Linked DNA regions of Zea mays: all the other regions are linked to region 1. A link is a contact called in public Hi-C data. All regions are on one chromosome and are shown on one strand. The core of a region is the stretch at or near the end of the contact, and the rest is flanking DNA. Distances in the headings are between cores, read along the strand shown.

Region 1 (4,896 bases), core at 1,356-3,855:
GGGTCGACAACGTCTTCCCCGGGATACCCACCATACGGTAAACGATTCAACTCGAAGACCCTATTCAGGCGGTCGTTGGATCTGCGTATATCCCAGCTCCGCAAGGCCTCCGTCTTCGGCACGTAGCGCCCCACAATTCGCATCGCCCCATCCTCCGCTTCACGCACAACCGCGGCAAGATCCCGCCCCCGCACATCCAAAGCAAAAAAGTGGACTTCGCACTTTCCGCCCACCCAGGGAGGGCATCACGCGAGGGCATACTTCGCCCAACGCCCATCCATGCGCCAAGGGCCACACCCCATACCCTATGAACTCCTCAACTAGATCACGCCCACTACTCGTACGGGCAGCGATCCGAAGGGCCACTTCATTCTCATCATCCTCTGCTACTTCAAATGGCGGGTACGCCACATAATAATGAGAGCACATAATGGCTGCAGGGAGCCCTGGGCGGTCTTTGACTTCGGCCTCTGAAACATAGAACCAGTAATTCCACCAGTTGCCCACTTATTTTGGGCACAGGGGACCAACTCCACGACTTCCATCGAAGTCTTCCCGGACTTCGGCGTGAAAGTGCATGATCCGAATTGAGCAATCTCATGTCCAATTTTTCTCTCCTGCCAGTGCAGACAGTAATGCTTAGCGAAGACCTCCACCGAAGGCTGACCGCCATACGATGTCGTTGCCCAGACATACTTCGCCAACGCCACCACAGCGTTTGGTGTCAGTTGGTGAACCTGGACTTCGAACTTCTGCAGAACCTCCGACACAAAACGGTGCGCAGGCAAGCGAAGGCCGGTGATGAAAAATGCCTCGAAAACAACCAATTCGCCCTCGGGCTTGGGAACCTCCTCTGCCCCCGGGACGCGCCCAACCCCGCCGCCAAAATACCCCAACTGTTGCATATCTTGCACGCAGACCGACGACATCCGCCGTCCGCGAAACACCAAATTCCACCGTATCACCCGGCCGTAACTCTGCCGCCGCCACAGTGCCCGAGGTATCTTCGGACGACGCCTCGGCCGTCGGTGTGGTCGCAGCAGACGAGGAGGAAGATGGCATGGCTACGTACCGTCGACGGTGGCGTGCGGTCTGCTTCACGCGGGCCAGATCTCCGACGAACAGGAGCAAGGAGGGCACACGAGCAAGCGAGCAGTTTGAAAAGGAGGTTAGGGTTTTCGCGGTGCGCGGAAGGGTAAATTTCAACCTGCGCCGCCCCCACCCCCTTTTATACACAGGGCGCGACGCTTAGGGAAACCCGCAATCCAACAGTACGCCGTCAATCAACGGTCATGTCAAAAACCCCCGCGGAACCACTTCGAGCGAGGGCAGCGTCTCCACCATCTAGCGACGCCTTCGGCACTAGATGACTTAGTCGAACTGGTCCCTCGGAGGGCAAATGTTGGGGCGAAGGCGAAGACGCCACCCTTCGCTCGATGCCTTCGCCAGTCTCGCTGCACCAACGGAGAAAAGACAACCGACAGACCCCTTCGCTCGATGCCTTCGCCAGTCTCGCTGCACCAACGGAGACAAGACGACTGGCAGACTCCACCCTTCGTCCAATGCGACCGAGGAACAAAGGCTTCTGGCGAGGTCGTCCCATCCCGCGGCGTCGTCCAACACGAAAGCCCACGTGCAATCTGGCCCATTATAACAGGCCCTGCGTGGCCGCGGAGCATTACGGGCCTGATTTGTAAAGGCTTCTCTGTAATTACAGTCTGTAACCCTACTTTAATGGGAATATTCCGGGGATAACCTGGGCGCTTGAGGGCACATGCGTACTTAACCCGAGGCGCTAGGCATTCGAGCACCTATAAATACCCCCGCACAGTGCCCTTGTAAGGGGAGATCAAGAAAGCAATCGCCCTCTTGAGCAAAACCTTGTCTGCATTACTTCTACTCCCCCGTTGGATCAAACTTGCTCGGGAGAACAAGTTCCAACAACTCCCACAGGAGAAGAACAGGTGGCCCAGGAGGAGCCGCACAACGAGGAGTTCGACTTGATCTAGGTGGCGTCTCTGAGTCGACTTTATGGCGCCAAGGATGAACCTTAGTTCGCTTTATGTTTATCTTTTATTTTCATGAGACTTCCACTATGTAATAATTACTTTTATGATATTGTGACATTTATCTCTATATATTCTGTTGTTATATGTGTTGTTCTTCTTTGACGCATATATGAGATGCACCCGGCTTTATCCTTAAATCCGGTGCGACAAATTGGTCTTATATCTTTTTGATTGATAAGTTTTGTAATGGTTATATAGAAGACTTTAAACAATTAGCATAACTTGTTACGTTGAAAAACCAATATATCAATAAATTTAATATTATATAGATATATATAAACATCTTATATATACTATTCTTTATTATGCCACGTGTATACTTCCACTGGTAACGAGAAAATGATGGAGTTGCACAGAAGTGTGGCCCATTATTTTTGCTACGAACTCGAAGAGAACTTATCGGCCCGTGCTCCTGCGCAGGCCCAGCCCATGGAAACACGCGGACACCTTAGCGGGCCCACATTGCAGGCGCCGTTGTCCGGGGTACTAGGTAGGTCTTTCTCCTTGCAATCTTTCCGTTTCTTCGTTTGATTCCCTCCCGCCGCCGCCGCTGGAGACGCCCAACCACGACAGCGCCCCAGGGTTCGTCCTCCCGCTGGAATAGTAAGTGACCGGAGAAAAGCAGCACAAGAGAGATGTGGTATCTATGCGTCTTCTACCACAGGCTCCTGGACTACCGGCGACCGGAGGTGGAGTCCCTCGCCGAGCTCTTTGCCGGCCCAGGCGCCCGTGAATCCGTCGAGTGGCGCATGCCGGAGAACCACCACGTAGACTCCCCCTTCCACCTCGTTCGCCTCCCTGGAGACGAGCGCCTCGCCGCTCAGGTCGCCAACCGCAGTAAGCGCGGGCTCAAGTCCTTTATACTTTCCAGTCTTCTCCTCATGTTCCCGTTTATTGATTCCTCTGCGTGATTCACTGCCGTCGTGCGGGGTAGGCTTGTTGGTGAAGGGGGTCTACGAGCTCTGGGGCTATGGCACTACCTACGAGGAGCTGGAGAAGTCGGTCAGGGAGTACCCCGACGAGAGGAAGCTTCCGTTCCTGGTCCCGGAAAGCAGCTTCAAGATCGTTATCGACAGCTTCGGCAAGGTGATCAGCTCCCAAGAGCAGAACGAGATCATACAGAGCCTCACTTACATACCATTCAAGGTTGATGACATTATTTTCTCCATTTCTATTGGTGCTGATCTTGTGGATGCTGAATGGTATCAGTCGCCTAACCAGGCTTCACCTTTTTGTTTCCTTTCAGGGACGTGTTAATTTGAAGAAGCCTGATCACAGATTCTTTGTCATGGAGACCGATGACTATGGGTCGAACAATGGTCTCCCACCGGTTGTCAAGAGGTCGATATTCTTTGGCCGGGAGGTTGGAGCAGCTGATAGGCATCTCCTGCCAACATACCAGCTCAAGAGTAGGAAGTACATTGGCCCCACTGCAATGGATGCTGAAATGGCTTTCCTCATGGCCAATCAGGGTCTGGCCTCGCCTGGGAAGCTTGTCTATGACCCTTTTGTTGGGACCGGGAGCATTTTGGTTGCAGCTGCACATTTTGGAGCTATGACGATGGTTTGTGTTTCTGCGAATAAATATACTTTTTAATTTTGTTAGTCTCTATGTCTTTCTGATAAAGGCTTTTCAGGGTGCAGATATTGATATAAGGGTTGTACGGGATGGTCGTGGCCCCAATTGCAATGTTTGGAGCAACTTTGAGCAGGTAATTTCACACTGTTATCTTCAATCAGTTCTTGCATGTTATTGTTGTCTCTATAGCCCAGTCATCTGCAATTTGTTTGGAATTATGAGCCTCATGAAAAGGATATGTACAGAAATTATGGTGGGTGTTATAACTGATGGTGGCAAGTGGCAACAGTGATTTCCCTGAAACGACAAATACTTTTTTTGAACTTTTATCCTCTATATTTATGACTTTTGTTGATTTTATCTCTAGCTATCTCAACAAACCAGTGACACTCATAAGTTGGTCTAGCGATACTAGATTTGAGACTCCATACCATAGTTCTACCAATAGAGATGAGACAGGGTTTTGTTATTCTTTTATTTATTTAAATTGATTCAATTGGAGTATGTTGGAATATAATATAAGTGAATTGTCCACTCCTCCTATTAGCTTAAGCTTTTGGGTTAAATTGGTTGGTGCATGCAACTTAATTGTTAGAGTATATTAGACATGTTAGAGTATATTAGGCAACTCCTGATATGGTTGGTTTAGGATTGAGTGTAATCCCGGGATACCTTCCTTATATCTAGGATAACCTTCCTTATCTCTAGTATAGGCTTCTTGCCCTCCAAGTCATGTACTCCTATATATTCTCTCTAGAGGCTCAATGCAATACATTCCACACATTATACGCATTATACACATTATACTGCTGAGTGAGAAATCAAACGAGATCTGTGCAGGCAAGATTTTGTCTTGCTTCCAAGGGAGAGCTATTTCTGCTTGCTTGGGCTGGCAGGGCAAGGCTTTCTCTTGTGGGCAAGGCAAGGCAAGCCAACACAGGAATCTAACATGCCCATGCTTGTTATATTAGTCTCATTATGCCATGATTTTTTTTGACTTAATAGTTCAAGTCGTGGAAAACATCCATGTTTAGTTATTCACCTTTTCTTTTTGGAAAGAATATTTAGGGATTTATTTGTTAATTAAATGGCTGGAATGCTAGATTTAATGCTAAGCACTAACATGTTGTCTGTTTATCAGTATAAGTTACCAGAGCCTTTGTGTTTGCTAAGGGCAGACAACAATCTCCCACCCTGGCGTCCTGGATTGAAGGAGGTAACACTTGTGCATCATTTACTATTAGTGTA
Region 2 (4,985 bases), core at 1,036-3,535, 420 kb before region 1:
GGAGGGACAAAATTAGTCCATAAAAACCAAACACCCTTCAAGAAGCACCGGAAGGAAATGAGCATGAACAAATACAAAACGATGATTACTTGCACCTCTCCTGTTTTGAAAGACGCCTTGTCCCACCTATAGCAACAGCAGGAGCAGATAGGGCAATTTGAAGACATTGGAGAACGGTGCACAGTGTAGATAAGTGGTGCAGAAAGGCTCACGTATGAGTAGTATCACTGAGTTTGCATGAGGTAAAGGAGCTATTTAAAAAAAACTAATGAGTTAGCATGTACTCCCTCTTTTTTTTATTTGCCGCCGAAAAATGAACTAACAAGTGATAAATATTCGAGAACGGAGGAGTAGTTGATTGTTGTTGCTCACACTCACACAGGGTAACTGGAAACTTACAAAGTTTAGTAAGGTACACAAGTAACAGGCACTATTAAGTTGTACTACCATGAAATTATGAAGCACAAAATCTAAGCCAATTGGCAACCAAGGTGATAAGGATTCTATAGTCCGCTTGTAACCACAGGCCTCACCACATACTTCCCAGTTCTCATATAAATTTATTATCCAACGCAACCAACTAAAGGTGTATGAAGATTTAGTAAAAATTACCTTAAAACTAAGGCAGACATGCAGAGTGGATAAAAACTTCCTTCCTACCTTCAACTGAGCAACAAATATACAAACTAAAGACGCAGCGTCCTGTCCTGGTTAGTGAATCCTCCTCTATCAAAGGAGACAATGCTGTCAGAAATCGTGACTTAGTGGCCGGCAATGGCTGCCATTCCGGAGGGGGGTCATGCTAGCTTTGAGGCACATAGTAAATCACCAGAATTATTGGAGAAGCCAAATCAATGGAACTAAAAGAAAGTAGTTTCAACACTATGAAATATTTAGTAGAATCCCAACATGAAGCATGGTTCTAGCTCACCAAACTCTCTGCTCTTATCAATTTTGGCTATGCAAACCACTGAACTAATCTTGTTTAGGACACCAAATTGTTTCAAGCTTCATATTGTGAATTCAGAAAGCTCTTGGTACAATTACAAGCAATCAACTTTAAACAACCGAAACATTATCCCCACAACCACAAATAAACTAATGAATCCAGAGAAGAAAACCAAAATGAGACCTGACAGCAATCCTTGTCAGCTATCATCTTCCTGTTTATGAAGCTCCGAAATGTTCACAGTTTGCAACCGTTCTTCCTCTGGAACTAACCGCCAATTTGGTGACTGCACTGCCTTGAGCCACTTGAAGTCATCCACATTAGCCCAATTACCAGTCTCCTCCTCAAGTCCGGAGTCCTTCAAATCTTCTCCAATCCCTTCATAATTCAAAACATATGGTGCAAATCTCACACCACTGCAGTCCTCAATGATAGGCCTGCTCCTCACCCGCAAGTAGAAATCCGTCACCCTCGCCTCATGGATCCTGATCTGGTGTGCTGCCATCACAAATATGCAGCCATCTACGTCTTCTATAAGAACAGAACCAAGAACAGCCCCGACGAACACACGGCAATCTCTCAGCTTATGGATGTACAGCGCCCGGCATTTGCCCTTGAGATAGACCTCGCAGGAAACCAAATCCGCGAGCGTGAAATCCCCATCCTTGTCGTTGGAGACTCGCAGATCCTTCACGAAGGTGGCGCCGTTCCTGCCCCGGAACCCGAACCCTGGTAGGATCGCGTCAAGACTAGGTTTCGGCTGCTCCGGAGGAGGTGGCTGCGGTGGTGATGCGGTGACACGATCCTGAGGCGGGTTCCTCGGATTCCTGCTCTTGTTCCTGAAGGAGAAGGACTTCTTGGGACGGAGCTCAGAGGCGGCAACACTGTGTGCCGCGCGGAGGTCGGCGGCGGTGGCGAGGGCGGCGCGGAGCTCGTAGGGGGGCAGTGCATGGGACGCCTCGGCGATGAGGCGATCGATGTCATCGATGGCGGCCGCAGCAGCCGCCAGAGATGCGGCCGCGTCGTCTTCGGGGGAGGAGGAGCGGCAGGCGGAGAGTGCTGACTCCGCGGCGAGCTTGGCGTCGGCGAAGCGGGAGAGGAAGGCTTCGACGGGGGAGGCATCAGAGGAGTCCGAGGGTGGGGCGCCGACCGAGGAGGAGGAGCGCTTGGAGAGGCGCTCGAGCATGGCCAGGTGCTTGCGGTGGCCCCCACGGGCGGCAGCCTTTGGCTGATCGGAATCCGGCTCCATTCCGGCGGCGGCGCTGGACCGCCTGGGGCCTGACCTGGGGGGGAGTGAAGGAAGGCGTCGAGTAGGCTTGCAAATGCAAGTGACGCTGGGTCCAAGCGTACCTTCATATTCCAATTAACAAAATAATATTATCTTGTATCATAATAACGCCAACGTTAATAAGTGGGTTTTTGAATGCACGCTAATATTAGCTATATGCATTCAAATAGTCTAACTAAAACTTTAACTAATAACTAGTCGGTTACCCATGCGTTGCGAAGTCTCACAACAATACCCACGTAAATTATCCACCAAAAAAAATTCAAGATTTTTTATTGGTTGTATCCACTCTTCGTATAATATTTTTTATGAACGCACGAGTACCATATGCAGCAAATCAGAGACCCCTATCCCTCGTCTCCCTCACTTCCAAGGTTTCGTAGAGCAGGAGGGGAAGGGAAGAGACGGACATACCTATTCATTGCCGGAGAAGGACAAGACGAAGACCTGGGCATCTAGAAGCGACATAGATAGTATACCACTAAATATATAGGGAGAGAGCACGCAAGCGGAGAAAGAAGCCCAGCCAGAGCAGCTCCAAACCAAGAGGCACCCGCACCAGACGTCAGTCCGAGAAGGGCGAGAGAATGCGAGTATCTTCCCAGCCCTGCATCCGCCGAAGCGACACAACACCACCAACAACTCCGTAGCATATGCCGACTGCTGCCATACTACGAGCCTTAGTTGCCCAATATCTCAGGCCTGGACTCCTCATCACTAAGATAATCACTGCGCGAGTCGGTGTCGGTGCTGATGTCAGACGAATACGGGGAGGAGGCGCCTGCTCCTACGCCCTCTGCCGAGAATGGGGTGGCGCGGAGGTGAAGGCATGCAGGGAGAGATAAAAGAAGTAGAATGATAAACGAGGTGGTGGTAACTGAGACGATGACCATCATTATCGTACGGATGTATAAATGGCTAAATGAGCCGTGTCTGGGCCAACCCGGCACGAGCGTCGTGTGGTGCTTGGATCGTAGCCTCGACCCACAGTGCTTGCCCGGCCCGGCCCGACACGATTATTTTTTTATTTTACAAAAAAAATCATATATACATATATACAATTTATATTCAATATTATAAACATCTGTGAATGATGTTCTATTAGTTAGATAGATTTGTCTAATGTCTTCTACCCTTCTTCCATCAGGGTGTGTATTCAAACCACACCTGCTACCATGCTTTTACATTTTTTAAAAAGATGACGCATGATAATTGTTGAAACTGATACTTTAAGTATACTAGTCGGTTGCCCGTGCGTTGCGACGACTTACAACAATACCCACATAAACTATCCATCAAAAAATTTCAATATTTTTTATTTATTGTCTCCCCTCTCTATATTATATATTTTTTGATTTGGCTAACTGATGTTATTGTTTACTCCATGCAAATATGTCTTGGTACAACATGGCCAATGAAGTGAGCGATTAGAAGAGAGTTCACAACGATTGACTGAATGAACAGAGATTATAAAATGACATGATTCCATCATACAGAGACAAAATAAGAGAAAGTTTGTGAGATCAAGTTTATAAAATAAGTCCCATGAAGTCAAACTTATAAAAAAGATAGATCAAAATATGGAGTGATTGCTAAAGTTAGGCATCAATAAAAACTGGATGCGCGCAATATAAATTACGCTACTTCGTAGCAATTACTAACGTTTAAAACCAACAAATAACCTTTCATTTTGTTGTTAGTGTGACAAATCATTGTTGCTCCATCCAATTCAGCAACCTCAAACATCATATAGTCCATTGCGTCAATGTGGTCTCAGAAACGACCTAATGCTTGCAAGAGCAAAGAACGTCGTGCCGTGCTTGGGTTGTAGCCTCGGCCCATAGTGCTGGCCCGACACGATTATTTTTTTATTTTAAAAAAAACGTATATACCTATATACAATTTATATTCAATATTAAAAATATCTTAGCGTGATGTTCTACTGGTTAGACAGTTTCACCCTATGTCTCTCGCCCTTCTTCCATCAGGACATGGGTTCGAACCCCACCTCCTGCACCGTTGTTTAACATTTTACGCTAATTTAATTAAATGGATCGACAGGCTAACGGGTTGGCCCGACACAGTTAGCAGGCCGGCATGATGTGCTTGTGCCATAGTCGTGGCCCGCGTGCATCTAACACGTGTCGGGCGTCGTTACACGGATTTAATTAAATGGATCGACGGGCTAACGGGCTGGCCCGACACAGTTAGCTGGCCGTTATAACGTGCATGTGCTATAGTTGTGGCCCGCGTGCATCTAGCCTATGTCGGACGTCTTTTGACATCTATAGACGTGTAACAGATTAATTTGAAATAGCTGTGAGGGGTTATTTGTAAAAAAATGACGTATGACGACCGTTGAAACTGATACTTTAAGTATAGTATAGAAAAGACAAATTAGTTATATCTCAATTACCTGATTCACACCGGCTAAAATCAGCTAATACCATCCCTATTCCTTTTTTTCCACAGTACCCACCGCTCGTTCTCTCTCTCTTTTTTTCTGTTTCAAGACATCGACCGCTACCTCGAGACGGCGTGAATGCAGCGCTCTTCACGTTGATGTCGAGCCCGTAGGGTGGGGCGGAATCTTCTCGCGGCCGCCCGTCTTTCGTCGTCTCGTCCCCTCCGCCATCGCTGGTCTCCTCCCCGTCTCTCGTCCCCTTCGCCGCTGCAGACACCGGTCTCCGTCGCTAGACCTACGGTTGCTGTAGCTATTTCTCTTTGTAGCCGAACACCGCTCTCTCT
Region 3 (5,396 bases), core at 292-2,791, 300 kb after region 1:
AAAAAGCTAATTCTAATTCCAGTTGGATGATTAGTCTACTAGTATATAATTGGTTCTGTCCAAGCACATAGAAAGACCTGTGTAAAATAACAAATTTATCGATATTAGCAATTTGAAGGACAGGCCTAGCACAGAAGTGAGAAGCCTTCCAACTGAGCCAAAGGTCTCGGGATTGACTTAGCGTCTCTGCAAAACTGCAGGGGTAAAGCTTGCCTCAGTTATTCCTTCCCTAGACCCCACTCATACGGGAGCCACAACACTGGGTCTGTCATTTATTAGCAATTTATAATTTTCCCATCAGATGCTCTGCCCTTTTGGGATATGACCATTGTTACAGATATTGCCACTGCAGATATGTGCATACTTCAGAGAGGTAATCGTTACTCACCTTCAATAAAAGGCTTCAGTTTTTCTTCAAGCCAATCAATATTCTTCTCCAAGTAATCCATGCAATACACAAGCCCTGACACAGGTTTTAACACCACAGAGAAAGAAAGTCATATTATTAGAACAAAAGCAAGTAGGTTACTGAATATCAATGGAGGACCAGGAGCAACCTCCATTAGGGCCAAGCGAATGCTCAGACATGACATCACTGAGTTTTATGAGGTCCTCGATGTTTATGGCACACTCATATCTATTTATTACAATCAAGGAAAAAGTTCAATTGTGACAAGAGAACATCAAGGAGAGAGTACGTTTTTTTTTTTGATAGGGAGAGAGTGAGTACAGAGGAAAAAATGTGGTGCTCAAAGAGTCAAGGATACGGCAATGCGTCATTTGCAGGGTCCAAATTGACAACCGCAACTTTCCTGCCACAAGGAAAACACATAAAGAAGCCATCCGTGTGAGCAAATTATCAACTTCAGCTTTAGTCCAACCAAAACAAAGCCAAGGGTGAAGTTTAAACTCTCGGCACAACTTCTGCTACAAGCAATATGGTATCAGCTAACATTCTCGATCAACCTTAGCAGAGGAAGGTATTCCACTTACCCTAATCGAATCACGCAGCGGGTCAAGTCAAGGTCAAGCGTATTCCACTTACCTAGAGTCCTAGATCAGCTTGTGAGGGGCAACCGAAGCAACTACTAATCGAATCACGGCATCACGCAGCGGGTCAAATCAAGGTCAAGCGTGTTCGACTTAACTAGAGCAGCTTGAGGGGCAGCCAAAGCAACGGTGAGGAACTAAACGGCGTACTTACCTGCCGAGGAGGGAGAGGAACTGCGACATGCCGTTGCAGTAGGTGGTCTTGCCGGAGCCCGGCGGGCCGATCACCACCTGACCGAACACCATCCTCTACCCCTCCTCTGCTCCGACTACGGGTTTCTCAATCGTCACTGACCTATCTATCCACGGCCGCGGGCACGAATAGGGCTTTCGCCGTATATGGCCGCGGCAGCGCGGCGGCGGGGGCGAGCGAAGGATGGTTCTGGAATGGAATTCCGTTCTGCAATTGCAATTCGCAACAACTCGAACGCTGCTGAGCTTGTTCGCCTTCACATACCCACTTGGCCCGCTTGATTGGCCCAAAGGCCCGCTATCATACACGGCCCAGTAAATAGCTTCAGCGTCTGTGAGCGCATATGCTGCCGTCGAGTCGGGAACGCATGCGCCGCCTTCTCCCGCCGCTCGCTGTCCACCCGCCGCCATGCCTCCCAGCACCTCCTCCAACCGCCGGCGGCGGAAGCGCCCTCGCCATCCCGGAGTTGATTCCTCTCCTGGAACGGGCCATCTCAATGGGGGACGTGCTCCATCTCGGCCGCGCGGTGCACGCGCACCTCGTCAAGACGGCGCTCACCAGCCATACGCTCCTATCAAATCGTCTCGTCGCGCTCTACTCCTCGCTCCCGTCGCCGGCCGCTGCCGTCAAGGCCTTCTACGACCTTCCACACAAGAACGCGCACTCCTACAACACGCTTCTCGCTGCGCTCTTGCGCAGGCCGGACACCCTCCCCGACGCCTTCCGCCTGTTCGACACAATGCCGGCCGACTCACGCAACCTCGTCTCCTACAACACCCTCATGTCGTCCCTTGCGCACCACGGCCGGCAGGTGGAGGCGCTCCGCGTCGTTGCCCGGCTGGCCAGGGACAGGTTCTTGGGGCCAGGTTTAGCCATGGATCGGTTCACGGTGGTCAGCGTGGCGACTGCATGTGCGGGAATCGGAGCTGCGAGGCCGCTGCGGGAAATGCACGGTGCGGTAGTGGTATCAGGGATGGAGTTCACCGTCATCATGGCCAATGCCATGTTGAACGCCTACAGCAAGGCTCGGAGGGTGGAAGATGCGAGGCATTTGTTCGATCAGGTCAGCATCCGAGACAATGTCACTTGGACGTCGATGATTTCTGGGTACTGCCAAGTGAAGAAGCTCCATGAGGCAGTGCAGGTGTTCGATATGATGCCAGATAAGGATAGGATTGCATGGACAGCGCTGATATCTGGGCATGAGCAGAATGGAGAGGAGGACACCGCTCTTGAGCTTTTCGAACAGATGCTGGCCAAGGGAGTATCACCAACGCCTTTTGTCTTGGTGTCAGCTTTGGGTGCATGTGCCAAACTTGGACTTGTCACACGTGGGAAGGAATTGCACTGCTTCATCTTACGCCGGAACATTGGCTCTGTCCCTTTCAACATTTTCATCCACAATGCACTCGTTGACATGTACTCTAAGTGTGGAGACATGATGGCTGCGATGGCAGTATTTGACTGGATGCCTGAGAGGGACTTTATCTCTTGGAACTCAATGGTCACGGGGTTCTCACATAATGGCCTCGGAAAGCAGTCACTTGCTATTTTTGAGGAGATGCTGGTAGCTGGAGTTCGTCCAACTCATGTCACTTTCCTCGCTGTCCTCACGGCCTGCAGCCATTCTGGTCTAGTATCTAATGGACGACTCGTTCTTGAATCAATGGAGGACCATGGTGTTGAACCAAGGGCTGAACACTATGCTGCCTTCATTGATGCTCTTGGTCGGAATCACCAGCTGGAAGAAGCGACTGAGTTCATCAAAGATTTGCCATCCAGGATTGGTCCTGGTACAGCTGGATCCTGGGGAGCTCTCCTAGGTGCATGTCGCCTTCATGGAAATATCGAGCTTGCAGAAGAAGTGGCAGAGTTTCTCTTCAGGTTAGAGCCTGGGAACAGTGGTCGGTATGTCATGATGTCAAACATCTATGCAGCTGCAGGACAGTGGGATGATGCACGTCGAGTCAGGGGGCTCATGAAGGAGAAGGGCCTTAAGAAGGATCAGGCTTACAGTTGGATTGAGGTGCGGAGTGCAAAGCATGTATTCGTTGCTGATGACATCTCTCATTGCGAGGCAGACAAGATATATGAGATGTTGGGGAAGCTTCTCGACCATATGAGCGTAGCAGAGGATCCTACTGAACACCAGCTTAATTTTTGTTTAGACTTGAGTGGAACTGCCCATGTATAAAAGCATTGCTCTTGTATTGCTGGCACACTGCTATGGTGATGGTAGGCGAGGTTCGCTCCCTTGCCACCAGCATCCTCGTGGCACTCTGTTAAGCTTTGTGAGACTGCAAAATAGCTCGAGCCAAGGGCTTCTGTTCGTGCAGAGTTTTCAATCTCCAGTTTGAGAGCTCAAGTGCTCAACGAGGTTTACCCAGAGAATCATCTGCAGTTGATTCAACGTTCCAAGTCTTGGGTCATGGTGTAATCTGTCAGGCTTCAATCACAGCAGAAGTTGCAAGAGTTTGATCCAATCCAGTTTGAGTTCCTTGAGTTCACAATCCAATATTCATGTGCCCTGTGCTGTCAGCTGATCTTTCCCTTTTCATAAAAAAAGATTGTTTCCTGAGAATGGTAATTCTACGTTAGAAGGTTCAGAGATTCTGATTTAGTTTAAATTGTATATGGTACCTGTTGGGGCTCTGACTTTGGATAAACACAGTCCCCGGGGAGTTGAAGAACAATTATCTACTCTTTACTTGATATACATTTTCAGGAGTATCTTCGCTCAAAAAAGAAACAAATAATATGGCGAAGGCGAATGGTTACTTCACCTGAACACGAAGACTCAAAGCAGAGATTGAAGTCAAATCTTCCTCTTTGTCGGTGATCAAGCGAAGCCACAAGATATACTTCGCCGAGAAGCGAAGTCAAAATTGAACGAAGTTAGATTAGTCCACTCCAAGGCATGATGCTTCTCTGACCAAGATTATCTTAGTTGATGATCAAGTGAACCAACAATTGTCGATGTTTCGAGTGAGTGTCTGACTAGTAAACTTGTGCTACACGTTTTAAGGCCGAGATGGTGTGCAAGTAGGACACAAGGATTATACTGGTTTGAACGAAATGTCACTACTACAGTCTTGTTAGCTTATGCTAGCGGCACTATATTGCTTGTAGTAGGAGTTACAAGCTGGGCAGTAGGAGTTACAAGCTGGACGAGAGAGGGAAAAACTCGTAAGTCTCTGATGCGAGTGTGTGTGTTCATGTGTTGCCTCGTGTTCTCCTATCCTTGTGTTGGTCCCCAACCCTCCCCTTTATGCTAAGGCATTAGTTACATTTGTCCCTGAAAGAGAAAAAAAATCCTCGGACGGAGAGGGAAAGATCGTCCTTTTCTGGTATTATATTAAGAAGAGACCGAAAAAACCCCGAACCTAGGCCTCCCATCACTAACAACTGTCTACTGCAACGACCCAACCAGAGGGTGGTGCACAGGATATCGATCTCGAGAGCGGGCGAGGCATAGTGAGAGGATTTTTTTTTAACCAAGCCTGAAATTCGCTTCGAGGGGGATCGAACTTGGGATCTAGAGGTTTTACTGGGAAGCCTTAATCATCACAATAAAGGTAAAATTAGAGGGAAGGGGCACTTCACTTCGGTTAACAATGTCCTTTTCTCCCGTTGTTTGTCGATCATGTATCATCCGTAGTGGTGGTGCAGGTCATGACAATTGAGTGAGTCGTATCCCATTGACTTTCTATACAAGCACATTTAGGCAAGAATCCATGTTATTAGCACTTTCTTGAGGAAGCATTCTTCATAATAGGGTGGCATCATTCCTCATGCTTAATCGTTGTTCCCTCATGGAACGTAAAAATGTTCGATTATGGTGCATAGATATCCTTGGTCTGCTTCTATACATGATTAAACACTTCCTTACAAAAGGCCTCTAAATAGGGTGTTTTTGGCCTTTAAATTATATTTATCCTAGTGTATCTTATCATCAACTAGGGTTATTCACTTCGGATTAAAGCTGGTTGTTTGAACTGTTGTAGCTGCAATACATAGAGACAAAAATATTGTAGAAGTAGTAGAAGCCAGTACGGATTAAAGCCAAGCGAATAGTAGGTTGGCAGGATCATTAGGGTTTGGGGGACCCTGTGTGGCGGCTCTAAACACTCCAACATCTATGGCCTCTAGATAT
Region 4 (5,484 bases), core at 1,565-4,064, 460 kb before region 1:
TGTGTAAAATTCCTATAAGTTCCTTCCATGGTAAAAAGGGGGCAGACCCAGTGTCGGAGGCTTCCACATGAGTGGGGTGGGGAAGGGATAAACCGAGGCACAAGGTTTTAAAGTAGTCCGACTAATCACAATTAGTCACGATTAGTCGGCCTTATCGCTAGAGGGAGCTCGATTAGGGTCTCCGACTCGAGTAGAGCGATTAGGAAGCGATTAGTCGTCCTAGTCGCCGACTAATCACGATTAGTCGTCTGACTAGGTATAATGGTCGACTAGTTATGCCTGTTTTGGGCCACTAATCTGGTCTCTGTTACATGGGCTGACCCACCATCTGTATAGCATAAACAATGTTTTTCCCTACTTGTACCAATACGGTACACCCATTACGCATCGCATAGTCGCGCTCGCGTATGCGCCCTTCTCCAGCGTCGCCGCCCCTTCTCCATCACCACCGCCCTGCTATGCTCTGGCGGCCCTCTGCTCGAGCGTCAGCTGCGCCCCCTCCATTGAGTGGCAGCTGCAGTCTGCAGAGGCCCCCCTCCAGCGCGCGCCTGCCCTCCTATGTTCAACCCCGACTAGGAGTCGACTAGGCTCGACTAATCGCGATTAGTCACCTTATCGGTGGTCAGGCGACTAGAGTCGACTAGCCGACTTTAAAACCTTATCGAGGCAAGCCTTCTCCTGCAAATGCGGAGAGGCTGCTTCGAACCCGCGATCTGGTGAGACAATTCTCGCCACTGCACCAAGCCTGTCCTTCCTTTCACAGTACAACTGATAAATATAGGAATAAGAAGGAATATGATAAAGAAAAAAATAAATGTTACGGGTCGAAATTTCACAAGCACACATGAACAAGTAGGCTACTATTCCTTCACTAAGCCAAGAGTTCTATTGCACAATGTATGTGCCAAGCTGATGGTGACAACCAAAACACTAACATGTACTCCTTTATTTCTTTATGTAAGGCGTATTATGATTAGAAAGTTTTTTCTTCATTTTATAGGCATGTATGGTTTCAAGGGAATCTTTAACCACTTTCTTCCTATTTTACCCTTGCTTCTTTAGTGCCCGTGTAATGATGCATGCCTGCCAATTCATTGCCTCGTCACCAACAGCTTGTATCTCCACTTCCTATACCCACCATGAGAAAGAGGATGGGGAATTCAAAAGGCTTCAGCCAATAAATGGATAGCATAAAACTGGTTTATTTTCTCCATGAATGCACAAAGTGACAGAGCGGTGGAAGATTAGGGCTAATGCAGCCTTTTCTTGTTTGCCAACCCCTTAAATTTGAATCTCCTCAATATGTGCGCTTAAGCTAAAAAGGCTAACAAAAAGGAACTGAGGGAGTCATATAATGATGATCTGTAGGGGTAGCTTGATTGCCTTTCCCCTGCCACTCGCCCTCGCCTTGCTGAGGAAGGTGGTGACTCAAATCAGCTCTTTAGAGCGAGCAAGAAAATTCCTCGTTTTCATAAATAAGAAGGTAGCTGGTGACAACGTGAAAGAACCAAACACCGTCCACTAACTTCTTACTCTGTTAGACGAGGTGAGGGTGAGCAAGGGATCAAAAGCATGTAATTCCATTAGCGTAACTTTACATGTTATTGTCCCATATTACACTAACATCAACAACAAATTCTTTAGTCCTTGTTAGTTAAGGAAGGCTGGACATGGAACTCAGTTAACATGTAAATTACTTATTTTTCCATCAGACACAGATGATGTAAATAAAAGAAAAGGGTAAATGGGGAAAACAAATGAAGTCACCACCTTGGGAGGAAGGATGGCATCAAGGTCAGCATCAGAAGCCTGTGGAAACCTTCCCTTGGCAGTTCTTCTTAGCTTCTTTTTGTCTGCCCCAGACAAGCGCTGTATGGTTTTCACATCAACAGGTTTCTTGAACATGGCTGATCAGACCCCAGGAACAAGCTGAGCTGCATATAAATGAGTTAATTATGACAACTCAATCACAAGGAAGACCATGAGGTACAGAACTGCAATTGAAAACTGAGAAACAAAATATAAATGATGAAACAATCAGCCAGCATGAAATTCATCTTTAGGAGATCAGCAAAATGTCGAAGGTGAGATTAACAAAATGTCAAAGGTGAGATGAGAAAAATGCCATTGCAGGCTCCTATTATCACACTCAACCTAATTATTGATTTTTAAAAGAAAAGCTGTGAGGGAACCTAATTATTGATTTCTATCAATAAATCTGCTAAAGCCCCAAACTACAGAATACTTAGTAGTTAGCGCCTACATGACACAATTCGTCCAATTGTAATTACACGAATTACTTCACGAACCCGATCGTTCCATATCCTCCTTTTAGACAAGAATGTCCAGCTCGTTAAAAATGAAAAGGATTCCTTTCAATCAGGCCGCGCATAAATTAGGAGCAAAATTGCTAAGCCCTTACAGGGGGGAACAACCCTACTTTCTCTCTGATAGTAACATGTTTTTCGAGCACAAGAACCCAACAAGTGATAAGAGACAGCAACGCATCACAGGCCAATCCGAGGACTACGAGTACAACAAGCCTAACGATCGAGTAAGAAAGGACATAGTTCTCCACCGTATCCGGGAGGGCTAACGAGCCGAGGGATCACAAATTATGGACTAGCCAACCAAGGATGGGGTTAGCGCTAGAGATAGGGTTACTTACCCCGCCGACGGTGAGGTCGGAGGCGGCGGGAGGGATCGGGCAGGTTCTCCACACACTTTCGGACGCTGCTCCAGAAGACGGCGCTGTGTGCACAGGTGGGTGGGTACGTGTGCGTGTCCCTGCGAGGAGAGTCGAGACCGTGAGGTCGATGGGCCGGGACCCTCCTCTCAGGCTTTACTATGGGCCCATCTTCCCTTTTAATCAAGGCTTTACTCCATGGGCCGATTTCACAAGAAACATTGAGAACAACGAGCTGCCCTCTCTGCCTGCAGCCACACGCACTGGAATCATCGTGCGGCGCAGCGAGCGAGAGGAGTGGAGAGGATGACGGCGCCCAAGCCTGGCGGGGGAGCGGCGGCCGCGGCGAGGGCGGCGGCGGCGGGGCCCAGGACGGTGCTCATCACGGGGGTCAGCAGGGGGCTGGGCCGGGCCCTGGCGCTCGAGCTCGCGCGTCGCGGGCACTCGGTGGTCGGCTGCGGCCGCTCCGCCGAGCACCTCCGCTCCCTTGAGGAAGAGATCACGTCGCCATCGCGCCACTTCTTCACCGTCGCCGACGTTGTAAGGTTCCGGTGCTCGTTCAAGTACTAATAGGAATTTTGCTTCGCAGTTGCTGCGCTGCTTTTCTAGTTATTTCCATTTTCAGTGCTCACTTTCGTTTGGGTTTCCCAACCGCTGCACTTGGTTGAACTTTATGCTTTCAAAGCCCACTGCTAGTGTATTGATGAACGAAATCTCAATTACTCCCACTAGGCTGTAGGTTAGTGCTGCTGTATATGCATCCTATGCTCAGAACCTTGGATGGGTATTTTACAGATTGGTAGACTTTGTTGTTTGACTGGTAGCTTGATCACCTGAGTGTCCATGCGTCTTGAACTCATAAGTTAATGCTGGTAACTGTGTATGATAATACTTGATGTTCAAGGAAATCTTTATGCTTACATTTTTGCAGTGTTATGCATACAGTAGCCATTGGGGGTTAATTATCGTCTCCGACTACAGTTTATGCATGAGTTGCTGGAGCATTCTCCACATTGAAGAACTGGTTTCCACCTTAGGCTTTGTTTGAGTACTCTAGTATTGACCCTAATCCACGTGTGTTGAGGTGGATTGGGGTGTAAATTAGTTTAAGTTCCACCCCAATCCACCTCAATACATGTGGATTGAGCTCAATACTAGGGTACCCAAAGTAGGCCTTACTAGGGATGTGGAGAGGGGTATTGTAGTCTAGAGTTCCCACCAAACGTTTTTAAAATTTGACCATAGATGCATAAAGATAGTACATTGATGACATAAGGTTGTTGCTAAGTGTTGGACAATAGTGAGATGATAATAGAATTACATTTTATCAGTGACATGTTTAAATAATCTGACTGTTGTTTTTTTAAATTGTTTGCTATGTGAAAACATTTTCTCAAGCATTGTTTTATGCTTCTGCTGCAGAGGTCTGACAGCAGTGTGGCCGAGCTGGCAAAGACTGTTGTAGAAAAGAAGCAAGTTCCAGATATTATAGGTTGGTTATGCTTTGTGTCTGCATGCAGTTGAGCCATGAAGTTTATTATGGAATCACATATTTGTATGCTCATTCTGAGTATATGAGAAAAGAAGATTTCCTGGATTCTAACCGTTGAGGTATTCTGGCAGTAAACAACGCTGGTACGATAAACAAGAATAACAAGACATGGAATGTTCCAGCGGAAGATTTTGATATGGTGGTCGATACAAATATCAAGGGAACAGCAAATGTGCTTCGCCATTTTGTACCACTTATGATAGAGAAGAGACATGGGATTATAATCAATCTATCCTCTGGTTGGGGAAGATCTGCTGCTGCAGAGGTCATACAGAAAACCATCAAATGCATTATAGTTGTTTCTTTCTGATGAATCAAAATCCTCAATGCATACTAAATTGCACATTGTCATTTCAGGTTGCTCCATATTGTGCTTCGAAGTGGGCGATTGAGGGCTTGACACGCTCGTTAGCTAAAGAGCTACCTCCTGGATTGGCAGCCATTGCTCTTAGCCCTGGTGTTGTGAATACTGACATGCTTAATTCATGCTTTGGAAGCTCTGCCGCATTATATCAAACAACTGAAACATGGTAAACTTCATTGCCTTGTGTTTGTTTGACCTATTTACCTTATGTTGTTTTACTGCACATATAGATTATAAACACAGCATCCAGCTATGGCGCTATTAACTGTTCATTGACTCAGCTGGAAATAAAATCTAAACCGACGGACACTCAGGGATGGGACACTATGATTACATAACTGATGCTAACACTTTAGCATGGTCAATTAACACATAAATCACCTTACTGAATCATCCTCCCAAGATAGTTCTGACCAGGATGATTTCATTGCTATAAGCATTAGGCGTTTACTAATTAATGGGCATATAATGCATAGGGTTGTGACATACTTTGCTATGGCAAAGCATTAGCTTTGTGTGGCAAACAATCAGTATTATGTTGTTTAGACATCGAATACGATGAACATTTGGCGCTATGATCAGTTACCTGATTAATGGGTGGATGTTGCTGTTTTTTTTTTCAGGGCACCCAAGGCAGCTACAATGATACTAAGCCTTTCACTGGACGATAACGGTGCTTCCTTGACTGTATGAAGTCGTGAAATTCTGTGCTCAACTGATTGCTGATGGGTTCTCTTCATCTCTTGTAGCCTGATGTGTAGATTTTTGCGAGATTATGGTGATGTAAAATAGTAGTGATAATGCGTGTCTGCACTCTGATGTCCCTAGCTGCTGTCTGAACGTTGTTGTTTAGCATTACCTCTATGGCCTATTCATATATAC

The links. A called contact is a pair of places that touch in the nucleus more often than the background predicts.
Region 2: a Hi-C map of leaf shows a contact between it and region 1, with 7 times the contacts expected there. The contact joins the promoter of LOC103627298 here to the promoter of LOC100280406 in region 1. A contact is called at or near these places in 3 of 25 Hi-C or Micro-C datasets (ear and leaf).
Region 3: a contact with region 1 is called in a Hi-C map of ear, with 2.2 times the contacts expected there. The contact joins the promoter of LOC100382300 here to the promoter of LOC100280406 in region 1. A contact is called at or near these places in 4 of 25 Hi-C or Micro-C datasets (ear, leaf and tassel).
Region 4: a contact with region 1 is called in a Hi-C map of ear, with 2.3 times the contacts expected there. The contact joins the promoter of LOC100285176 here to the promoter of LOC100280406 in region 1. A contact is called at or near these places in 4 of 25 Hi-C or Micro-C datasets (bundle sheath, ear, leaf and 1 more).

What each region holds. Positions count from the first base shown.
Region 1 is chr5:176,659,376-176,664,271 of Zm-B73-REFERENCE-NAM-5.0, reverse strand. It overlaps LOC100280406, which reads left to right and starts at 2,605. Exons shown (of 6, transcript NM_001361069.1): 1 at 2,605-2,906; 2 at 3,004-3,215; 3 at 3,316-3,633; 4 at 3,707-3,781; 5 at 4,790-4,864. The coding sequence starts at 2,705.
Region 2 is chr5:177,074,366-177,079,350 of Zm-B73-REFERENCE-NAM-5.0, reverse strand. LOC103627298 (tubulin-folding cofactor C) reads right to left here and starts at 2,285. Exons shown (of 1, transcript XM_008647593.3): 1 at 852-2,285. The coding sequence starts at 2,198. The coding sequence ends at 1,149.
Region 3 is chr5:176,354,442-176,359,837 of Zm-B73-REFERENCE-NAM-5.0, reverse strand. It overlaps LOC100382300, which reads left to right and starts at 1,541. Exons shown (of 1, transcript NM_001175049.2): 1 at 1,541-4,479. The coding sequence starts at 1,587. The coding sequence ends at 3,437. It overlaps LOC100192734, which reads right to left and starts at 1,443. Exons shown (of 10, transcript NM_001137933.1): 1 at 1,205-1,443; 2 at 768-812; 3 at 558-637; 4 at 389-463. The coding sequence starts at 1,296.
Region 4 is chr5:177,117,479-177,122,962 of Zm-B73-REFERENCE-NAM-5.0, reverse strand. It overlaps LOC100285176, which reads right to left and starts at 2,814. Exons shown (of 10, transcript NM_001158070.2): 1 at 2,669-2,814; 2 at 1,771-1,934. The coding sequence starts at 1,905. It overlaps LOC100277072, which reads left to right and starts at 2,943. Exons shown (of 5, transcript NM_001150739.2): 1 at 2,943-3,226; 2 at 4,109-4,178; 3 at 4,310-4,503; 4 at 4,596-4,768; 5 at 5,226-5,481. The coding sequence starts at 2,993. The coding sequence ends at 5,295.